Regions from separate parts of the Mus musculus genome. Here all the other regions are linked to region 1. Evidence: chromatin contacts called from public HiCAR-type and promoter capture Hi-C data. All regions are on one chromosome and are shown on one strand. The core of a region is the stretch at or near the end of the contact, and the rest is flanking DNA. Distances in the headings are between cores, read along the strand shown. Region 1 holds the start of Glrx5 (glutaredoxin 5). Region 2 holds the start of Btbd7 (BTB (POZ) domain containing 7). Region 3 holds the start of Lgmn (legumain).

The links. Promoter capture Hi-C pulls out the DNA fragments that hold promoters and counts their contacts. HiCAR-type assays count read pairs that join an accessible place to other places.
Region 2: a contact with region 1 is called in a promoter capture Hi-C map of pre-B cells, with 4 times the contacts expected there. The contact joins the promoter of Btbd7 here to the promoter of Glrx5 in region 1. A contact is called at or near these places in 1 of 39 promoter capture datasets (pre-B cells), 1 of 484 Hi-C or Micro-C datasets (CD4 T cells), 1 of 115 datasets of contacts at active chromatin or transcription factors (embryonic forebrain) and 1 of 9 other capture datasets (liver).
Region 3: a contact with region 1 is called in a HiCAR-type map of astrocytes, with 2.2 times the contacts expected there. The contact joins the promoter of Lgmn here to the promoter of Glrx5 in region 1. A contact is called at or near these places in 1 of 39 promoter capture datasets (liver) and 1 of 115 datasets of contacts at active chromatin or transcription factors (astrocytes).

The regions. Positions count from the first base shown.
Region 1 is chr12:105,031,096-105,034,424 of GRCm38.p6, forward strand. It overlaps Glrx5 (glutaredoxin 5), which reads left to right and starts at 1,523. Exons shown (of 2, transcript NM_028419.3): 1 at 1,523-1,887. The coding sequence starts at 1,605. Snhg10 (small nucleolar RNA host gene 10) reads right to left here and starts at 1,184. Exons shown (of 2, transcript NR_003145.3): 1 at 865-1,184. Gm46374 (a long non-coding RNA gene) reads right to left here. Exons shown (of 3, transcript XR_003950254.1): 2 at 2,764-3,006; 3 at 1,883-2,597. It overlaps Mir3069 (microRNA 3069), which reads right to left and starts at 46; the gene lies at 1-46. It also overlaps Scarna13.
Region 2 is chr12:102,877,167-102,880,261 of GRCm38.p6, forward strand. It overlaps Btbd7 (BTB (POZ) domain containing 7), which reads right to left and starts at 1,276. Exons shown (of 11, transcript NM_001377026.1): 1 at 1,050-1,276.
Region 3 is chr12:102,437,901-102,441,083 of GRCm38.p6, forward strand. Lgmn (legumain) reads right to left here and starts at 1,828. Exons shown (of 14, transcript NM_011175.4): 1 at 1,731-1,828.

The sequences.
Region 1 (3,329 bases), core at 273-2,772:
CCAACAGAAACCGCTCCGTCTGCTAAACAATATCTTGACTGCCAAGCTTCTCTGACTGTTGGTGGATCGACAATGACACGGCACAGCCATTATCACCGTGGCAACAGTACCCAGGCCCTATCAGAGGAAAATTGCACATGGGCCTGCTGCCTCTCGAGCAGGCATGCCTCAGCTTCCTCTGTTGTCTGCTTTCTCTGCAAGTCTGGTGTGCTCTAGGGTACCGCTAACCCAGCGCAGGGCCAAGACTGCAGATTAGATAGTGGGCTGCGGAGGCCTGCTGGCCAGGATCTGGATCTGCGTACTACCGGCGGGAGAACTGACCACACCCGGGGCTCTGTTCTAGGGGGAAGTCCATGTAAAAAAACGACGCGCCTGCCCACTCTTCTGCACCATCCCCAGCAGATGTGCAAGCAAGCACTCTACCCTGGGGCCATCATCATCTACACCGGAATTCACTAAGAGAATACTCTCTTTTATTACTGTCTGTGTGCATGTGACGGGGTGGAACTCTGGACGTCGCTTACACTAGGAAAACGACTTCCTACTGAGCTACATCCTCACCCTCCGTTTTCCCTCTTAAAAAGGGTCCTGCTGTACGGCCCGGGCTGACTCGGGCTTATTTAGAACTCCTGAGTTCAACTGATCCTCCTGCCTCAGCCTCTTAAGAGGCAAGGCAACGTTGCAGACAATGGCCACAGGGCCCGGCAACCCACCAATTCCCTTGTTCTTTCAATCCTTCCCGACCCCAGTAGTCACCGAGACCCCAAAGCCAGCCGTCCCACGGCTAGAGCACTTTACACGTTTCTACGAGAAGAGCATCATTCTAGAGGCCAGGGAGAGGGCTCAGCGTGCCAAGGGACTTACCCTGCAAGCTAGAGTTCCATCCCCGGACCCTTTATAAAAGTCGTCTTCTGAAGATGCATGCACGCAGATCATACATACACAATACTTATAGTTTTATGCTAAAAAAAAAAAAAACCTCATTCTGGAGGAAGAATCCCACGGGAGGCCGCAGGACACGGCTTGGATGTCCATGTGCATGGCGGGTCGGAGGCTGGAGCCCCGGGCAGACCAGGACACGCCAGGTTCGCGGCTGGCCTCAGCCGGTGAGGCATGGAAGGCCACCTCCTCTCTGGTGCACGCCATCGCAGGACTACCGGCCGCGTTACCGTAGCAATCACCGCAAAAGGAACCGGAAGCTGCGTCTGGACGTGACTCCTTCCCGGCGTGCCGCGGGCGGCAGAAGCCCCGCCTCGCGCCTGCCCTATCATCTTGGCGTATCCGGCCAGGCCTCGAACGCCCGCACGAGGAAAGCCGGCTTCCTCTAGTCACGCCTCTTCATGCCCTTCACCGACGGACGTCCGATTTGTCCAATCAACACGCAAAGCGGTCGTCCTCGCTCACTAGCAAGCCTGTAGGACGCGGCTCCCAGGGAAGGCCCACCCTACGGTGTAAGCGATGTGATTGGTGGAATTGAGCCAGTATTGTCCAATCACGAGACTCATCCCAGAGCTTGTCCAATGAGAGCCTCTGGTGGGCCGGCCGGACACCACGGGCTCTGTAAGCCCTGGAGTGGCCGCAGAGGCGGTGGACAGCGAGCGGGCATGAGCGCGTCCCTGAGCCGGGCGGCGGCGGCTCTGCTGCGCTGGGGGCGAAGCGCTGGTGGCGGTGGCCTGCCCGGAGCCGGCGTGCGGGCGGCGAGCTCGGGCGGCCAGGCGGAGCAGCTGGACGCGCTGGTGAAGAAGGACAAGGTGGTGGTGTTCCTCAAGGGGACGCCCGAGCAGCCCCAGTGCGGCTTCAGCAACGCCGTGGTGCAGATTCTGCGGCTGCACGGTGTTCGCGACTATGCGGCCTACAACGTGCTGGACGACCCGGAGCTGAGGCAAGGTCAGGCCCGTGGGATCCGATTGCGAGGGCGCGGTGAACTTGAGCAGATCCCGAGGAGCAAGGGCCTTCCCTGGTTGTGTAGCCACATGGGCGGAGGGTTCGCCTCGGCCCACCTCGGGGCGAGATGTTTCTGACTGCATAGGAGAGGGGGTAGTCGGCATCATGATCCCCTCTGAGCAGGTCGACTGGGGAGTGGCTGGCTGAGAGGGGGACTCACTGCGAATACCCTTGGGGACAATTTGAGGGCTTGGAAGCCAGCAGCGTACTTGCTAGGTGAGGGACTGATGCTACTACGTATGTAGGGAAGAGGTTTCAGGCTTGCCTGTGTGTGCCTAACGAGGTCAGAGGCTGACTAATAATGTTTAAGGCCCCGAGGGTCAGGGACTGTCTTCTTGCTGGAGAGAAGGTTTCACCATAGTCTAGCCGGACTCACGTTGGGAAAGACACGAAGTTTGTTTTTTAGATACTGTAGCATCAAAGAACAGTGTGTGGAGACTAAGACATGGTAGAGGCTCAGCGGAAAGAGGAAGCCACTAAGAAAACTTCTGACCCCCGACCAGATTAGCAAACTGCGGCCAGGTTGGGCCCAAAGGGCAGAGAGCAGAACAGCTTTTTACTGGCCCCAAGGCAAAGCGACTGCGTCCTGACGTCTAGTTGGAATCCTTTATACACAGTACCAGGCAGGCGCCTTTCTCTCCGTCTTGTGCTTGCTGTGAGCGAGGAAGAGAAAGGCCAGGGATTTGGTTCTGATTCTTGGCAAGAATCGGTCAAGGTGGGCCGGGTAATGGGAAAGCTGCCCCCTCCCCGCACCCTGCTCCTCCTTCAGTGGAATCCGGGGAACCCTGTATTCAAGTAGCCCCCCCCCCCCCATCTTACTGATTTAGTGCTCTGGGTTGGTCACTGTGCTGAGAGGAGACTTGTCTGTGTTAGAATGGAGTATGCAACATTTGCAATTACTGATTATAGTTGTTCGTCGTATGGTCATTCTTCTTGATGAGGCTGGGGCCGTGGAGAGCAGGTTTGGCTTGGAATCATCTGTGGTGGGTCTGCAGCACAGCCTACTGTAATACTACTTCATTATACTGCCTTCTCAGTATAATGAAGATTATGACACCGAACCTGGCAGAGTCCACGAGGAAACGAGAGAAAATAAGAATTACAGCCGGGTATAGTAACTCACTTCCATAACCCAGCTCTCTTCAGGCGGAGGCAGGGGGACCACCAGTTCAAAGTCAGGCTGCACTGCATTGTGGGAACCCCCCACCCCCTTCTCTACTGTATATAATAATGTCATCCTCTCTGGCACAGAAGGCACCCACCACGTGGCAGCAACTTTATTATTGAATCTGATGGCTTCCAAAGCACTTTTCCTCCATGTTGTTAAGTGGCTAACCCCACACTTGTTCCCTGTGATAGTGTTGATGGGCGGTAAAGCAGAGAAA
Region 2 (3,095 bases), core at 26-2,525, 2.2 Mb before region 1:
ATATAACTTCAAGTCTTTCTTCCAGACTTACAAAGAAGACAATGTGAGTAATGGGTGAGCCATAGACGCTACGCAGAGACAAAAGATAACGTCTGCTGGAAAAGCTAATTTATCTGCAAAAAACGCTTCTTCCTTGCTCCGTCACTGTAAGAAGCTTGAGCCGAGGGGCCAGTGCCCTGGGCCAGAGAACCGAGACTGCTCTGCAAATTCGGCCTACTCCAGAGTACTTATTATGTGTGCTGGTATGGGAGAGGCGCTGTGGTGGTTCAAAGCGGATACAACACTCCTCGGAGTTTCTCCGAAGACGGCGAGAAAGTTCTCACCCTGGAGTGTGAGCGAGAGCGAGAGTGTGAGTGCGTGGAAGGGAGAAACAGCAGAGCAGGAGGGAAGGTAGGCACGCCTTTCGCCAAGTCCTCCCGGGAGCTAAGCTAGCTTAGCCTCCGCGGCTCCAGCCGAAGCTCCGCTCCGTATTGTCTCCCCCACCTACCTGTCAAAGCTCAACGCCAGTCTCGGTCCTCCCAGAGCACTCACTCCGGGACGCTTTCACTTCGCCCGCGGGGAGTGGTCCTCCCCAGGCCTGCTCCCCCCTCCCCCCCAAGCTCCGGCCCTCCCCAGCGGCCTCACGCCCACCCCGCAGCCCGTAAACAGGAGTCCGCGCCGGGTGTGGGTTCCCGAGCGCAGGGTGCGGCGGGTCCCGCCCCTCGCAGCCCGGCGCTAGGGGCTCGTCCCGGCGGCCACCCGGGCGGGGGTGGGGGAGCCGCGCGCCCTCCGGCCCTGAGCGCCGCGCCTCGGTCACGGCCCGCTCGGCGGCGCGCTGTCCGGCCCGCCCCTCAGGGCGCGGGGACCGGGAGGCCCCCGTCCCGCGCCGCCGCCGGCGCGCTGGGCCCTAGACGGCCGAGCTGGCCAGCGCCTCGGCAACCCCGCGGCGTCCGGGCCTCGGCCGAGGCGCCACCACGCCCAACCACCGCCCCTGCCGGCAGCCGGACGTCCCGGGCCGCGCGGGGCCGGCGAGACGGCTCCTCAAGCCTCGGACACCGAGGGACACTCACCTCGGAGGCTCCTCCCGCCGCGACTGCTGCTGGGACCGCTGCCGTCGCCTCCGCCGCCGCCGCCCCCAGCGCCGTCGTCCGCACTGGCGCCAGCCCCCGCGGCCATTCTCCTCCAGCCGCCGCCGCCGCCCTCCCCTCTCCTGTCAGTGGCTTAGGCTCCGGGACCACTCCAGGTTCCCCCCGTCGCCATTTTGACTCCGACAGGGAGCAGGAGGGGCTCGCCTCGCGCGGCCCTGGCGCGCCTGCGCCGCTCTGCGGAGCCGGACGGCCCCGCCCGCCCCCGCTGTCGGCTCGCCCACGTCACGTGACCCGACGTCGGCGCGCCGGCTTGGGGAGGAGGGGCAGGCTAGGGAGGCGCGTTCCCAGGGGCTCAGGCCAAGAGGCGAGTGCGCGCGCATTCTTCTGGCTCTGCCTGCCCGAGGGAGGTGCGAAGGGGCGCGGGGTACTTGTTGCAGCATCCTGCACAGCTCCGGGAATTGTAGCTTGTTATTCTTTGTATCTAAATGGAATAATCATCGCTATGCAGGGGAAGGCCAGTTCCACTGTTTCGTTTCCTCTGGGCAGCCGCCACCCACCGGGTGTTGGCATAAAATGCTTGCCTCAAAAAGAACTGCGATCCGGAGGAAAATTCCTTCCTGGCCGACTTTGCGTTTCTGTGGCTTCTTTTTTGTTAAGAATTTCTAAAACTATTTTGTCTTCTTGGTACTTTTATATGTAGTACTTTGCTAGTTACCTAGTATTTGAGAAAAAAAAGATACTGAAAAGTTTCAGTAACAAAGAACTAGGCTGATGGAATTCACAGTGCCCCCCATGGGAGAGCCAGATCTCTTCCATAAACAGCCCTTGTTTGTGATTTTGCCATAATTACAGCGAGGCAGTAACAAAAACGGCTTACATTTATGGAGTGCCCTACAGTTTTCAAAACACAGTTAAATACATGGTTTCTGTCTGGATGCCAAAACTGCCCTTTGAGGTAGCTGGGACCCGCGTTATTATCACTGTTTTACAGCTAGGGAAGCGGGCAAGCCAAGCCAAGAATCCAGGCAGTGTCCTTCAGGAATTTGCGTTTTCCGTCTTTCCCTAGTCTTTCCTGTTACATTTCTTTTTTTGATAGTGTTAGATTAATTTTTTATGTGTATGAATGTTTTGCCTGAATGTATGTGCGCCACATGGGTGCCCACAGATCCCCTGAACTAGAGTCACAGATGGTGGTATAGTCACCATGTGGGTGCTGGGAATCGAGCCCAGGCCCTCTGCAAAAGCAACAGGTGCTTTAAATCACTGTTCCATGTTTTGGGCCTCTTTATGGTCATTTTAAAAAGGACTTCTGAATAAAAAGCTCCTGTCCTTAGTTCCTCAATAAATTAACTCGATTTAACCTAATCAATTAAAGATTTAACCAGCCCTTAACACTTATTTACTTTCTCAATGGATTGGGGTATGGGAGGGGAAAAGTATTTGTATTGAGACCCATATGTAGCCTAGGCTAAACTTTGGCTTGCTGAAATTGACCTTGAACTGTTCCTAGTTCCACCTAAAGCACTGGGATTACAAGGGTGTGTATCATCAGGCCCATCAATCCACTTTGCTTGATGACCGACTTCGTTCAGTTGACTGTGTGCAACATTGCTGATATATGGGTCATGATAGTCAAGTTAGAGCTTGTGGAACTTGGTCCAATAAATGTACCCTTTTCCACTTCTCTGGGAGATGGATTTGAAATTTGCTTTTGAGGTTCCATGCCCTTGGCTCTCTATGAATAAAAACTGTGTTTTGCAAGTCTGTTTTTTTTCTTCTTCTTCTTTTTTCCTGGTTGGTGGTATGTTGTATACAGGTTTAGATAAGTTTCAAAGGATAGAAGCAATGAAATTTTGTCATGGGTTTGGCTTCTGTAGGTTTTTTTTTTTTTTTCCTGTTTTGTGGTAAAAAGGGTTCCAGCCCCTTCTTTTTCTTTTCTTTTCTTTTCTTTTCTTTTCTTTTTTCTTTTCTTTTCTTTTTTTCTTTTCTTTTCCTTCCCTTTCTTCTTTCCTTCCTTCCTTCCTTCCT
Region 3 (3,183 bases), core at 578-3,077, 2.6 Mb before region 1:
TAGTTTTGTTTTGTTTTGTTTGGGTTTTCTGGGTTAACAGCATTCACATCACATACACAATGGTGGGCCCAGAAGAGCAAGAGCCAGAATGTCCCATCACTACTATCCCTGGAGCTGTCACAATGCTGTCACCCAATGCTTTACTCATGTGTCCCTAGCAATGCTGGGGACAACAAGCCACTGTGCTGCCAGCCTCATAATTATGTGCAGGACATGACCCTCCACTGGTTTGTGTGTGGCTCCAGAGAGTCCTCCCAGTTACTATAAATAGAAAACGCTCTGCAGGCCGCAGCCTCGCTCTTCTCCTGCACACTGTACCATCTCTGATCGTACCTAGCAGCCCCACAGTGAGTGCCCTACACCATCCAGGTTCCTGTGAAAGCCCCACACACACAGCATACACATAGCAACATCGCCTACTGACACATATGTCCAAGAATGTGTCCCCATCAATAAACAGTGTCTTGGGCATGGTGTAGTCTCTCTCTTCCTACCACTGCTCTAACTCCCCTGGGGGTGACTGTGGTGCCCTTCTGGTCTTCAGTGTGACCTCCTCTAACACTTTCTACCCTACAAACCCGATAAGGTAAAGAGAAATCTACACTAAAAGCAGCTCACTGGGTATTCAGGACAACACCTAAATTCCCCACCCCACTAAAGGGCATTTGAGATACACGTGACATCCTCCTGCATCAATTCACTCCACACATGTAATCCCTTAATCCAAACAGGCTCCACAATCCCAGGTCCAAAAAACGCTGTTCACAACTTCACCTTGCTGTTCTCCAGGTAATGCACACCCCTCCTCCGACCCACTAGCCACTCCCTATCTCCATGGCTCCAACTTCACCCCTCTCCCCTCCACACCAAGTCCTAGTTCCTCCCAAATGAGGTTTGGGTGTTGTCTCTGTACACAAAGGACTATCTCTACCCCCAACAAAATAAATTCGTCTCAAAAATCTTTGCAAAGAACACAGCATGGTGCCCCAACCCTGTAATTCTGGCCTTCAGAAAGCTGAGGCAGGAGGGTCGCTGAATTCAAAAACCAACCTCATGGCTACATGTTGAGTTTGAGGAGGCTGTCTCAAAGCAAAGAAAAGCTTACCTTACTTACTCCAGCCCAATAAATATTTGGTTTGCAGACCCAGAGTAAAGAATATTCCATAGGGCATACAGCTGTAGACCACAGGGCGAGTTTCAAATCCTGACCACTCATTTTCATCTATAAAATGGACCACGTGACAGACATTCCATCCTCCAGCCCTTAGGGTCTACTGTACTTAACACAAAATAATCCTAACCCTATGGGGCCAGGGACCACAAAGGCTAGCTTTCACTATCAAGGAGCATGTGAGCCTCCCTGAAACCCACTAGCTCTCGCCAGGAATATTTGGGGTATTCCTGTCGGGGTGTTTTTGTTCAGATCGGGAATCGCCCCTGTCTACTGGTGTACTGATTCAAGTTAAAAACATCAACAACAAACCCGGGACTCTGCCAAGAGCTGCCTGGCTGTGAAACCTTAGTAAACCGACTCCTCCTCCTGCCTCAGTTTCGCCCTCCAGGGCAACCCGCCGTTCCAGCAAAGCACACTCGCGACACAAACAAGTCTCCGGCTAGGAGCTTTCAGAAGGGAAATATTACTCAGAAAGGGTCGAGGGATGGAAAGCCTAGCCAAAAACCGCTAAGTCACCTCTCATGGGGCGCGGGTCCTCCCCGGGGTCCCCGATTACCTGGGCGGGTGATCGCCGCGGTGACTGCAGAACCGTGGGAATTCCGGGCGTCGCGCAGACTCAGAGCAGCCACCTCTAGAGTCCGCCCCGCTGTGATTGAGCTGCGGCAACACAGATCGCTGAGCCCGGGCTACCTGCGCAGCCTGATTTGTGCAGCCTCGGAGTGTGGCGTATAAGGAAACCAATAGAAGCTGAGACTGAGGCCGGCAAGCCAGAAAGACTACGAATCCCAGTGTGCGTGGGCGGGGCTTCGGACCCTGTGGGCGGAGCTTTAGGGCCCTGTGGTCAGAGGTTGGGGCTGCGTCTTCTCAATGAGCTAGGCATGAGCACCTAGGTGTCTGGGGACTCTACGGACAGTGAGTGAGAAGTCGCGCGAACTAACTGGTCTCCAGCCTTGTCAGCGCACTGGACCTACGGATGCTACCCCGTAGTCCACCCACAACAAAGGACTGTTGTTTTGGGGTTTTTTTTGGTCTGCCTTGGCCTATGATCACAACACCCACCCCACCCCCAACCTCCAGAAATGTATGGCCACCCCAGCTCTACAGACAAGACATCTGACAAAATCAAGGAGCTTAATTTTTTTCAGGCTCCCAAGACACTTTCAGTGGCGGAAGCTAACCTTAGTAGTCTGGTTCCTGAATGCTAAAATCCTAATTCCCTGTCACGTCCCAAGTGTTCGGTGTCACAGTGAGCTGGAGAGGAAGTAAAATACTCTATATGCAAGTTCCAGAAGCTGGTGCTCAGTGAATGAGTTGGATGGAGTTGTGACAGAGTTCATGTAGTCTTGCCCGAGTATACCAGGACCCAAAACAGGGCCAACTCATTTGGCCTGGGGCTTACTGGTCAAGCTAGACTGCTGGCCAGTGAATCCAGGAGATCAGCTGTGTCTTTCTCCCTAATGGTCACACAAGTTTGTTACACTTTGAGCCATTCCCCACCCCACCCCCCGTCCCTGAATCTTTCCCCCTCCTCCCCCCAAGTCTTAGGCCTGGCAACCCACAGCAGGTCTGCTCCCTATCTCGGTTAATAAGATCATAGCCGCATCTGCCAGCTTAGTATTATCTCTGGCCATGTTTGCAGACAAGGAGAGTTGAATCATTGTGAGAGACTGTAAGGGCAGCAAAATGAAGATAACAACGGACACTTGGAAGAAAACATTTGCTGTCACTGACCTTAGCATACGGCCACATGGCCTAGGATCACAGCTTGGAGGTGACCTTGGGCTTCAAGTCAAAACCCTATGATGAAACATGCCTTCCGGTCTTCCACCGTGAGTATTTGAAGCACATTCATGGACTCACTGAACATATTTACCAGGCCCCTTTAAGTGCCACACATAGCCAAGTATTGAGATAAATAGGATTTTATTTCTTCCCCTTGGGCATTAGAAATGTGTCCTTAGCCACTTCCTATCTCACCCAAAATAAAAGGTAAACTTTGACGGTTAGGC